Linked DNA regions of Pan troglodytes: all the other regions are linked to region 3. A link is a contact called in public HiChIP or PLAC-seq data. All regions are on one chromosome and are shown on one strand. The core of a region is the stretch at or near the end of the contact, and the rest is flanking DNA. Distances in the headings are between cores, read along the strand shown. Region 1 holds the start of MTCL1 (microtubule crosslinking factor 1). Region 2 holds the start of RALBP1 (ralA binding protein 1). Region 3 holds the start of ANKRD12 (ankyrin repeat domain 12).

Region 1 (2,700 bases), core at 9-2,508, 430 kb before region 3:
CCAACCCGCCCTTCCAGGAAAATGCGAGCCTCACCAGGCGGGGTTATGCTCCCGCCCTCCTCCTTGTATTTATTACCTGACCCTCTGCCTCCTGCAACGCCAGGGCTGGAGGACAGGCTGGCCCTTATTCCTATGGGCACTGGCCAACATCCAACGCCTGGGACATAAACTGCACCCAATGGTATGTGAACTGTACTTTACAGTTTGCACGGTGTGTTCTGGTATTTGCTAAATCTTCACACATGCTTAGGTGGCAGTACGTTTTAATGATACAGGCGAGGGAACTGGGGCTCAGAAAGGTCTAGTGCCTTGCGCATGGGAGACTCAAGTGGTAGAACCGGTGGCCGGGCTCCGGGCTCTGAGCGGAAAGCCTGCAGGACTCGGAATCCTGAGGACCTGGGTTTAAACCCGCTCAGCTAGGGACTGGGTGAGGCATCGCAGGCAAGTGACTTCACCTCCCAGCGCCGGTGCCCTAGTCTTCACCGAAGACAGCAATTCCAATCTGGGACTGTGGTGAGGCTTAAATAAAACACTGCTCAGTAAGTGGCCAGCAGGCCTGGCTTGCAGCCGGAACTATAAATGTGAGTTCCCTTTCTGACCCCCCAGCTTTGGCGAGCGCTCCTCCTGTTTGGGCAGCAGCTCCTCCTGAGCTCCCGAGGCCACGGGGGTGCCAACTGTGGAGCGCCCGCCGTGTCGTTTTGACGCGAGAGCTGCGTCGGGTACCAGCGATCCTTAAAGGAGCTCGGGGACCAGGGGCACAGCTTGGAGAGGACAACGAGGGAGGTGACTGGCCTCGGGGAGGCGGGCGGCGGATGGAGAGGCATGAGGGGGGTGTTGTCAGCCGCGGCACACGCCTTCCCCAAGTGGCCGGCGCCGCCCCTTGCCACCACTTCACCTCCGCCTCTTCCCTTCCTCCCTAGCTCCTGGCAGCGTCTCTAGGGCCTCAAAAAGCAAGGAGGGTCCCCGGGCAGCGAGGCCCCATGGATCCAGCCTGCGCCTGCTCCCAAGGGTGCGCAGGCCCCGCCCCTCCCCGCCCCGCCCCTGCCGGGCGCCCGCCCCCCGGGGAGCGCAAGCCCCCGCCCCTTCCCTCGCCCCTCCCCTGCACGGCGCCGGCTGGCTGGAGGCGGGGCATGCGCACGGGCCTGGGCGAGGGCGCTGGGCGGCGGGGAGGTGGGGCGCGCGCGTGCGGCTTCTCTCAGCCAGGAGCGGCGGGGGCGGGCACGGGCAGCAGCGGGCCGGCGGTGGGCGGGGAGCGGGACGCGGGAGCCGGGCGCGCGCCGCCAGCGCCGCCGCGGCACCGGTGACCGCGAGCCCGGAGCGCGAGGTCCGGGGATGCGAGCGGCTGGGAGCTGCCGCGCTGCTGAGCCGGGAGAACTCGATCCGCGGTGACCTCAGCGAGGGGCGAGCGCGGCGGCGGCGAGCCCCGCGGGAATCCTCGGGGCCGGGGTGCGGGGGGCGGGGACGGCGGGAGCGCGGGGCGCAGCCCGGGCGGGGCTGGGACAGTGATGAGAGAGCGCGCGGGGAGGCTGCACGCCGCCGCCGCCGCCGCCGTCGTCGTCCGGAGCATCTGCTGCCTGAGCTGCTGCCCGCGGACCCGGCCATGGAGACACTGAACGGCCCCGCGGGCGGAGGTGCCCCGGACGCGAAGCTGCAGCCGCCTGGCCAGCACCACCGCCACCACCACCTCCACCCGGTGGCCGAAAGGCGGCGGCTGCACCGTGCGCCCTCGCCCGCCAGACCGTTCCTCAAGGACCTGCACGCCCGGCCCGCCGCGCCCGGCCCGGCCGTCCCCTCCTCGGGCCGAGCCCCGGCGCCCGCCGCCCCGCGCTCGCCCAACCTCGCGGGCAAAGCGCCGCCCTCGCCGGGGTCCCTGGCCGCGCCCGGCCGCCTCTCTCGGCGCAGTGGCGGCGTCCCGGGCGCGAAGGACAAGCCCCCGCCGGGCGCCGGGGCCAGAGCGGCGGGCGGTGCCAAGGCTGCCCTGGGAAGCAGGAGGGCGGCGCGCGTGGCGCCCGCGGAGCCGCTGTCCCGGGCTGGGAAGCCTCCCGGAGCCGAGCCGCCGTCTGCCGCTGCCAAGGGCCGCAAAGCCAAGCGCGGCTCCCGGGCGCCACCCGCCCGCACCATCGGCCCCCCGACCCCGGCCGCCCGGATCCCTGCCGTGACCCTCGCGGTGACCTCGGTGGCCGGGTCCCCGGCCCGCTGCTCGCGCATCAGCCACACGGACAGCAGCTCCGACCTCTCTGACTGCCCCTCCGAACCCCTGTCCGACGAGCAGCGCCTGCTCCCTGCCGCCAGCAGCGACGCCGAATCCGGCACGGGCTCCAGCGACCGTGAACCACCACGAGGAGCGCCGACGCCGAGCCCCGCAGCCCGAGGAGCGCCGCCGGGCAGCCCCGAGCCCCCAGCGCTCCTCGCCGCGCCCCTCGCCGCGGGCGCCTGTCCCGGGGGCCGGAGCATCCCGGGCGGGGTTTCGGGGGGTTTCGCGGGGCCCGGCGTGGCGGAGGATGTCCGGGGGCGCTCGCCACCGGAGCGACCAGTCCCCGGGACCCCCAAGGAGCCCAGCCTGGGCGAGCAGTCTCGGCTCGTGCCAGCGGCGGAGGAAGAAGAGCTGCTGCGGGAGATGGAGGAGCTGCGCTCAGAGAACGACTATCTCAAGGTGAGCCGCGCCTCGGCCGCAGGTGTCCCGGGGCGCCCCCGGAGGGC
Region 2 (2,732 bases), core at 1-2,500, 350 kb after region 3:
ACATTTCCAGGCATCATATACTTACACCATGCTAGAGGAGCAAGGAAGCTACAGTTTACTGGAAGCCTCAGCCCCAGTCTTTGTGGGTTCATTGTTTCTGACTGGGCTTGTGACCATCTCTGCTGCTAGAGGGAATGGTTATGTTGCCTGGCTTAAATGGAAGGAAAAAATGCTCAAGTGGCAGCCAACAAATACATTCTATATCCACACATATTGGCTCCAAATAATAAATCAATGAATGAGTGGGCTCACCCACTTAGGCTCACATGCTCACAGCACTTAAAGAGCTCCACAAACCATGCCCTCCAAATGAAACCACGGTCTACATTCTGCCAGCTCTTTCTCCCTTGCCATTTCTCCTTTCTTCTCTTTCACACCCTCACCTTTGGCTAGGCCACTCGATGTTGCAAGAAACACGTCCATCAGCAATTGCCTCAGTAGAAAACTCCCTCTGCTCCCCTCCTGCATCCACATAGCAGCTTCAGGCAAGGCCTCCATAAGGCCCAGCGTGGATCAGTGCCCGCCCCTTGGCCGAATCAGTGCTGTCACAGGCAGAGAATTGTCACTGCCATGCTCACCTGCCCAACCCAGTGGTCAGAGGAGACTGTTCTACTGCGAGAGGAGCCATGAGAAGGCTGTTCCGAAAGTCAAAGACCAATGGCTACCTCAGACCATCCCATATCCACTCGTGGGAGGCCCCTGAACGAATCTAAGGCCCCAGGGGTTGAACTTTACTGAGTAGGGAGCGCAGAGTACTAGGGACAAATTTACCGCCCGCTTTGAGGAAAGCTGATGTGGGAGCAGAGAGCAAGATGGATCGCAGCGGCCAATCTAAACGGGCAACGAGGTGCCACAGAGTGCTGCACGTAGGAATGCAAGTGACAGGGAGGGTCGTCTATTCCAAGTCCCTCCTCTCCCCTAATAAACTGCCACATTTCAGAAAACACGAAGACTGCTGAAGCCGTTTCCAGCCTTCGCTACGCATTAGCAGAGCAACTCAACAAGCCTGGGTGAAAGGCTTCTCGAAGAAATTCAGTTATCTCTACTGCCAGCCAAACACGGACTGGGCAGCTTTCCTCGGGGGCTGCTCGGTAACTGCTGAGCCGGGGGCGCGCTGAAGCCCTGCAGAAGCCCACACCCGCTTCAGGAATTCCGTGGATGTTCCCGACAGAGGTTTATTCCCGCCTATCCCTACAGGCCCACGGCGCTCCTTCCTCCAATCCCACACCCAGTCGAAGGCGGGGCAGCCGCCCCACCCAGCGGCAAGCCAGGCGGCCCCCAGTCTGGTTTAACTGGTTGGAACGACTAAAGCACGCTGGCGCAAGGAAAGCTCTCAACTTCGGAAGCTGAGGCGCAGGCTGGCCAGAGCGTGGAGAGGAAAGCCCTTTCCATCCTCAAGGCCGTTGCAGGAGATGCCCGCGAGCCACCTTCGCCAGCACCACGCCGGGGTAAGCCGTCCGTCCCCGAAACCCGCAAGGCCACCGACTGCGCAGGCGCCTGCAGAGCACTGGCGCTCGGCGCGTTCTCTCGCGCTCTTCTTCAGTCTCCTCAGCGAGCCTGGGGACGAAGGAGGCGCGGTGCCTCCTGGGTGTTGTAGTTTACTTCCTTGGCGAGAGGCCTTCGGGCTGGCTGGACGCCGGGGCCTTGGGAACTACGCCTCCCGGCGCGCCCCGCCCGAGAGCCCAGGTCGCCTGCCCTTGACGGCTTCAGCCGTCTGAGCGGAGAGGAGGATCCGGGAAGCCGGCTGCGGCGGGAGGAGGGAATGCGCGTGCGCGCTGGACCGCCTCGTCCCGTTCCGTCCCAATCATTGTAAACAGGCGGAGGCTGGGCGGGGTGGGAATGGGGCGCCCGAGGCCGGCCTGGGGCGCAGCGCAGGAGGCGGCTCCGGTGGCTGCGGCGGCAGCGTGAGCGCGAGGAGGCGGAGGCTGCGGCGGGGCGGACGGTCGCGCGGCGGCAGGCACAGGTCAGTCTCAGGGAGCGGTCGCGTGCTAGGGTCGCGGAGATACCCCTGGAGTGCCCGAGGAACCCTCTCCCGCGCCGGCCTCGCGCCCGCGTCTGTCAGGCAGCGTGTGGGGCTCGGTGCTCGCAGGGCTCGGGTTTGAAGTTGGGGGTGGGGGGCGTGGCTGCCCCCGGCGTGGGTTCCTCCCCGGAAAGCTTCGCCCCAGTTTTCGCCCCCCTTGGCCGTGCGTCCCTCCCACTGGCCGACGGGCCTCCCTTCGTGGCGTCCTCGTTTGTGGTGCTCTCGGGGGCCGAGGGTGGAGAGTTAGGAGTCCCCAGGCCTCGGGGAAGCTCTTGGGGGGCGCCTGGACAGAGGCTAGGGGACCCAGCCCTCACGGTTGGTGGATCGTGCCCGGCATAGTGGCAAGGCTCCGGGGCTTACCCAGGGGACCAGGACAGGCTCCTGGTGTCGCCCACCGCTGGCACTGAGCAGTGGGCGCCTTTGGGTGCTGCGATCCTTCCTTCAGGTTTCAGTGGGAATGGACGGACAGATCTGAAGTTGAAAATTCTTTTCACAACTCATGTTCAACTATGTGTGTTGTCAGAATGCTCTTAATGAGGTCAGTGTTCTCCCTCTTTTTTTTAAAACTGATGGTTGTGAGAGTGAAACAGGTTTTACAGAATATTTAACACCTCCGTCTTCCCTGAAGTAATTCTGCTGTTTCAAGTTTTGGGATTCAGTATTACAAAGCCTTCCTCTTGAGCAAGGCCTAGTACAGTTCTTCAAGGTCCCT
Region 3 (2,938 bases), core at 281-2,780:
GTTAATTTTCATATATTTTTTTAGAGACAGGGTCTTACTATGTTGCCCTGGCTGGTCTCAAACTCCTGGGCTCAAGCCATCTGCCCGCCTGAGCCTCCCAAATTGCTGGGATTACAGGCGTGAGCCACTGCGCTCGGCTATAACGATTATTTTTAAGTATATCTTTAAGATTTTTTTTTTTAATTGAGAGAAGGTAAACAACAGTTAATTTTCCAAGTGGCACAAAAAAGTAACAATGAAAATGTCCTACCCTGGAGCTCTCCTGACTTTCTCATAGGCGACTGTTTTTTTCTTTGTATTTCACATCATAAATAACCAAGTTAAATGTAACACTATTCCACCTCTAGCCATAAGGTGCTCTTTTTCTAGTCTTGTTGACCCTAAAGATTTGTAGGTAGGAGAAATCAGGAACCCAGGAAAGGAAAAACTCCTGATCTTTAATGCAGGTTTATGCTTTATATAGTAATTTGATGGGACCTCGCCTTCCCTGTCAGGTCTGAATGTCACTTCATCTGCTGTGATCACACCTGAACCCTCAGTTCATCAAGACGTTAAAGAACAGTGTAACATAAACTTGTAACTGCATGCACTAAGTCATAAACAGACGCTGTTGCTGCAGATTAACCTCTACGTAAATAACGCGCCCAGAAGGGAGTGAGTACACGCTGCTGCCACGCTGCGACGGTCAATTTTCCTCCGGCATCCTTCCTAGTACCTGAGCAGCTCCCTCTCAAATCCCCAACACTACGTGTGGGAGGATGCACTGAATTCCTCTTTAAAAAGGCCACTGGAAGGCGTGGCTGGGAGGGGACGCGCTCTAGACCCCCTGGTCCCAGGGTAGGTGCACGCTATCGCGCTTTCGGGGCGGGGCCCAGGGCCCCACCTGAGGCGGGGGGCCGCGGGCTCTGGGCGTAGCTGCAGCTTCTCCGGCCTGGTGTGGGGCTAGACGGCCGCCGCCGGCTTAGCGGGGGAACTTCGCCTAGTCCTCGGGCTGCGGTCGCAGCGTCATTTTGCCTGAGTTGGATCACGCTCGTCCACCCACCCCGTGTAAAAATAACAGGTGAATACCCTATGTGGGGGTCCTCATCGCCGCCATTTCCAGAAGCTTCCAGTCACAGCCACTGCCACGGTCGCCACAAATGCTACTGCAGAGCCCGCTTGCCCAGCAGCGTCACGGGCGCCTGCCCTGCCTCTTCGCCCAGCCTTTGATTCCCCCTCCTTTGTCGGATAGTGTCTGCGGCGGGGAGGCGGTGACACTAGTCCGAGTGGGGCGTGGAGACCGACCAGCACGAAGGGCGGAGTTCCGGCCCGCACCCCTCCGCCGCCTGCCGCTTGGTACGTCCCGCTTCCCCGCCCTGCGGCTCGCGGAGCCTGGCTGAGCAGCAGGAGGGGCGGGCGCCGGGGGGCGGGGCGGTCACGCCGCCCGTCCCGTGCCCGCGGTAGTCACGTGTCCGCGGGTGTCACGTGCTCGCGTCGCAGCCAATCGCGGGGCGACGCTGTCTTGGGAGCGAGGAGGCTGTGGTGAGAGACGGACCGAGACCGGAGATGTTTTCAAGCCCGGCTCCGGCGGCTTTACAGGCGGCTGCAGCGGCGACGAAGACAACGACAGCGACGGCTACGCCGAAGCACTCGTTCCGGGGGTGAAGCCTCCTGCGCCGGCCTTGCCTCGGGTCCGTACGGGTGAGGGGGGCGTGGCGACAGGAAAGGAGGAAGGAGGGGCGCGGTTTCGAGCCTGTCCCCGGCGCCAGGGAGGAGATCCCCTCAGTTCTGCGCTGCTCCCGTTCCCCCTCCCCAGAGCAAGGTAGGGGACGCGCCCTGCCCGCCCCACCCGGTCCCGACGCGCCGCCCGCCCAGCCTGGCCCGAGCCGTAGCTCGCCTGACAGTGACAGGCCGTTAGTGCCCCCCGGCGCGGGTCCGCCGGGGCCCCGCCCGCCGCCGCCCCTCCCGGCGTCGCGAGGAGCCGCGGCGCAGGTGGGAGCCGCCAACTGGGCGGGGGCGCCGCGCGGGGCGGGGCGGGGGCCGGGCGGAGGGCCGCGAGGTGGCCTCGTCGCGGGCGCCCCTCACCGCGGCTGGCGGGGCTGGGCTGCCGCCGCCTCCCGGAACATGGCGGGGCCGGAGGAGCGTGTGCGTGCGAGTGTGAGTGTGCGCGGCCGAGAGGGCGCCGCTGGCGTGCGGCGGTCGGATCCGCGGGGGCGGGGGCGCGCCCGGCCCGCCGCGCGTTCCCGCCGCCAGCCGCCGAGCGTGCGCCGACGCCGGGGAGTCTGCCGCGGCCGCTCGGGCCGGGAGCGTCGGAGGTACCCGGGTCCTGGGAGAGGTGGATGAAAGCAAGAAGGGGAAATTGCTGCTTTAGTAGTGTCCGGGGAAAGAGCAGCCACTCTACAGTTCTGTCTTAAATGCCAGTGTAAAATAACCTTGCCGCATTGGACAGGCAGTTCCCGTCATCGTTTTTCAAGTGCCCACTTGTGATGCTTCAAGACCCCTGGAGCACGTCAGGTTCTTAGATCTCGTTTTGAGGAGTGATGTGGAATGACGCATCCTTACAGATCCCAAAGCGTTGAATAAACGGTTGTACAAAGAGGTATGCGAAGCTTAGCTGACAGCTGTTTTAGTAATAACAGTAAGACGCTGTCTGGGATAGGAAGTTACTGTTGCACTCGTTGAAACCTTAGGAAACATTTAAAGCAGTGTAGTCACCGGGATTGTAATTTCCACTGGACACCCGTGGTTAAACTGCGAACTAAGGTGAAGTGTGTTGCAGATCCAGTGCTGTGTATGTAATGGTTCGGAATTACCTCTAATCCTAAAGTTGAAATGAGCCTGCATCTTCAGTCATGTATTTCGTTTTCATTTTAGAATGGTTTATGTAAATTATAAAGAAAGGCTAGTGAAATAGCTATTTTATCGTAAATTAACTGTGTATTAAAAACATATGCACAGC

Evidence for each region. HiChIP or PLAC-seq counts read pairs in DNA pulled down with a chosen protein or histone mark.
Region 1: an H3K4me3 HiChIP or PLAC-seq map of stem cell-derived excitatory neurons shows a contact between it and region 3, with 3 times the contacts expected there. The contact joins the promoter of MTCL1 here to the promoter of ANKRD12 in region 3. A contact is called at or near these places in 1 of 7 Hi-C or Micro-C datasets (stem cell-derived neural progenitor cells) and 1 of 1 datasets of contacts at active chromatin or transcription factors (stem cell-derived excitatory neurons).
Region 2: a contact with region 3 is called in an H3K4me3 HiChIP or PLAC-seq map of stem cell-derived excitatory neurons, with 3 times the contacts expected there. The contact joins the promoter of RALBP1 here to the promoter of ANKRD12 in region 3. A contact is called at or near these places in 1 of 7 Hi-C or Micro-C datasets (stem cell-derived neural progenitor cells) and 1 of 1 datasets of contacts at active chromatin or transcription factors (stem cell-derived excitatory neurons).

The regions. Positions count from the first base shown.
Region 1 is chr17:22,196,314-22,199,013 of NHGRI_mPanTro3-v2.0_pri, reverse strand. It overlaps MTCL1 (microtubule crosslinking factor 1), which reads left to right and starts at 1,258. Exons shown (of 16, transcript XM_016933321.4): 1 at 1,258-2,653. The coding sequence starts at 1,601.
Region 2 is chr17:21,422,370-21,425,101 of NHGRI_mPanTro3-v2.0_pri, reverse strand. It overlaps RALBP1 (ralA binding protein 1), which reads left to right and starts at 1,250. Exons shown (of 10, transcript XM_001138420.7): 1 at 1,250-1,448.
Region 3 is chr17:21,767,901-21,770,838 of NHGRI_mPanTro3-v2.0_pri, reverse strand. ANKRD12 (ankyrin repeat domain 12) reads left to right here and starts at 1,530. Exons shown (of 14, transcript XR_008540718.2): 1 at 1,530-1,670.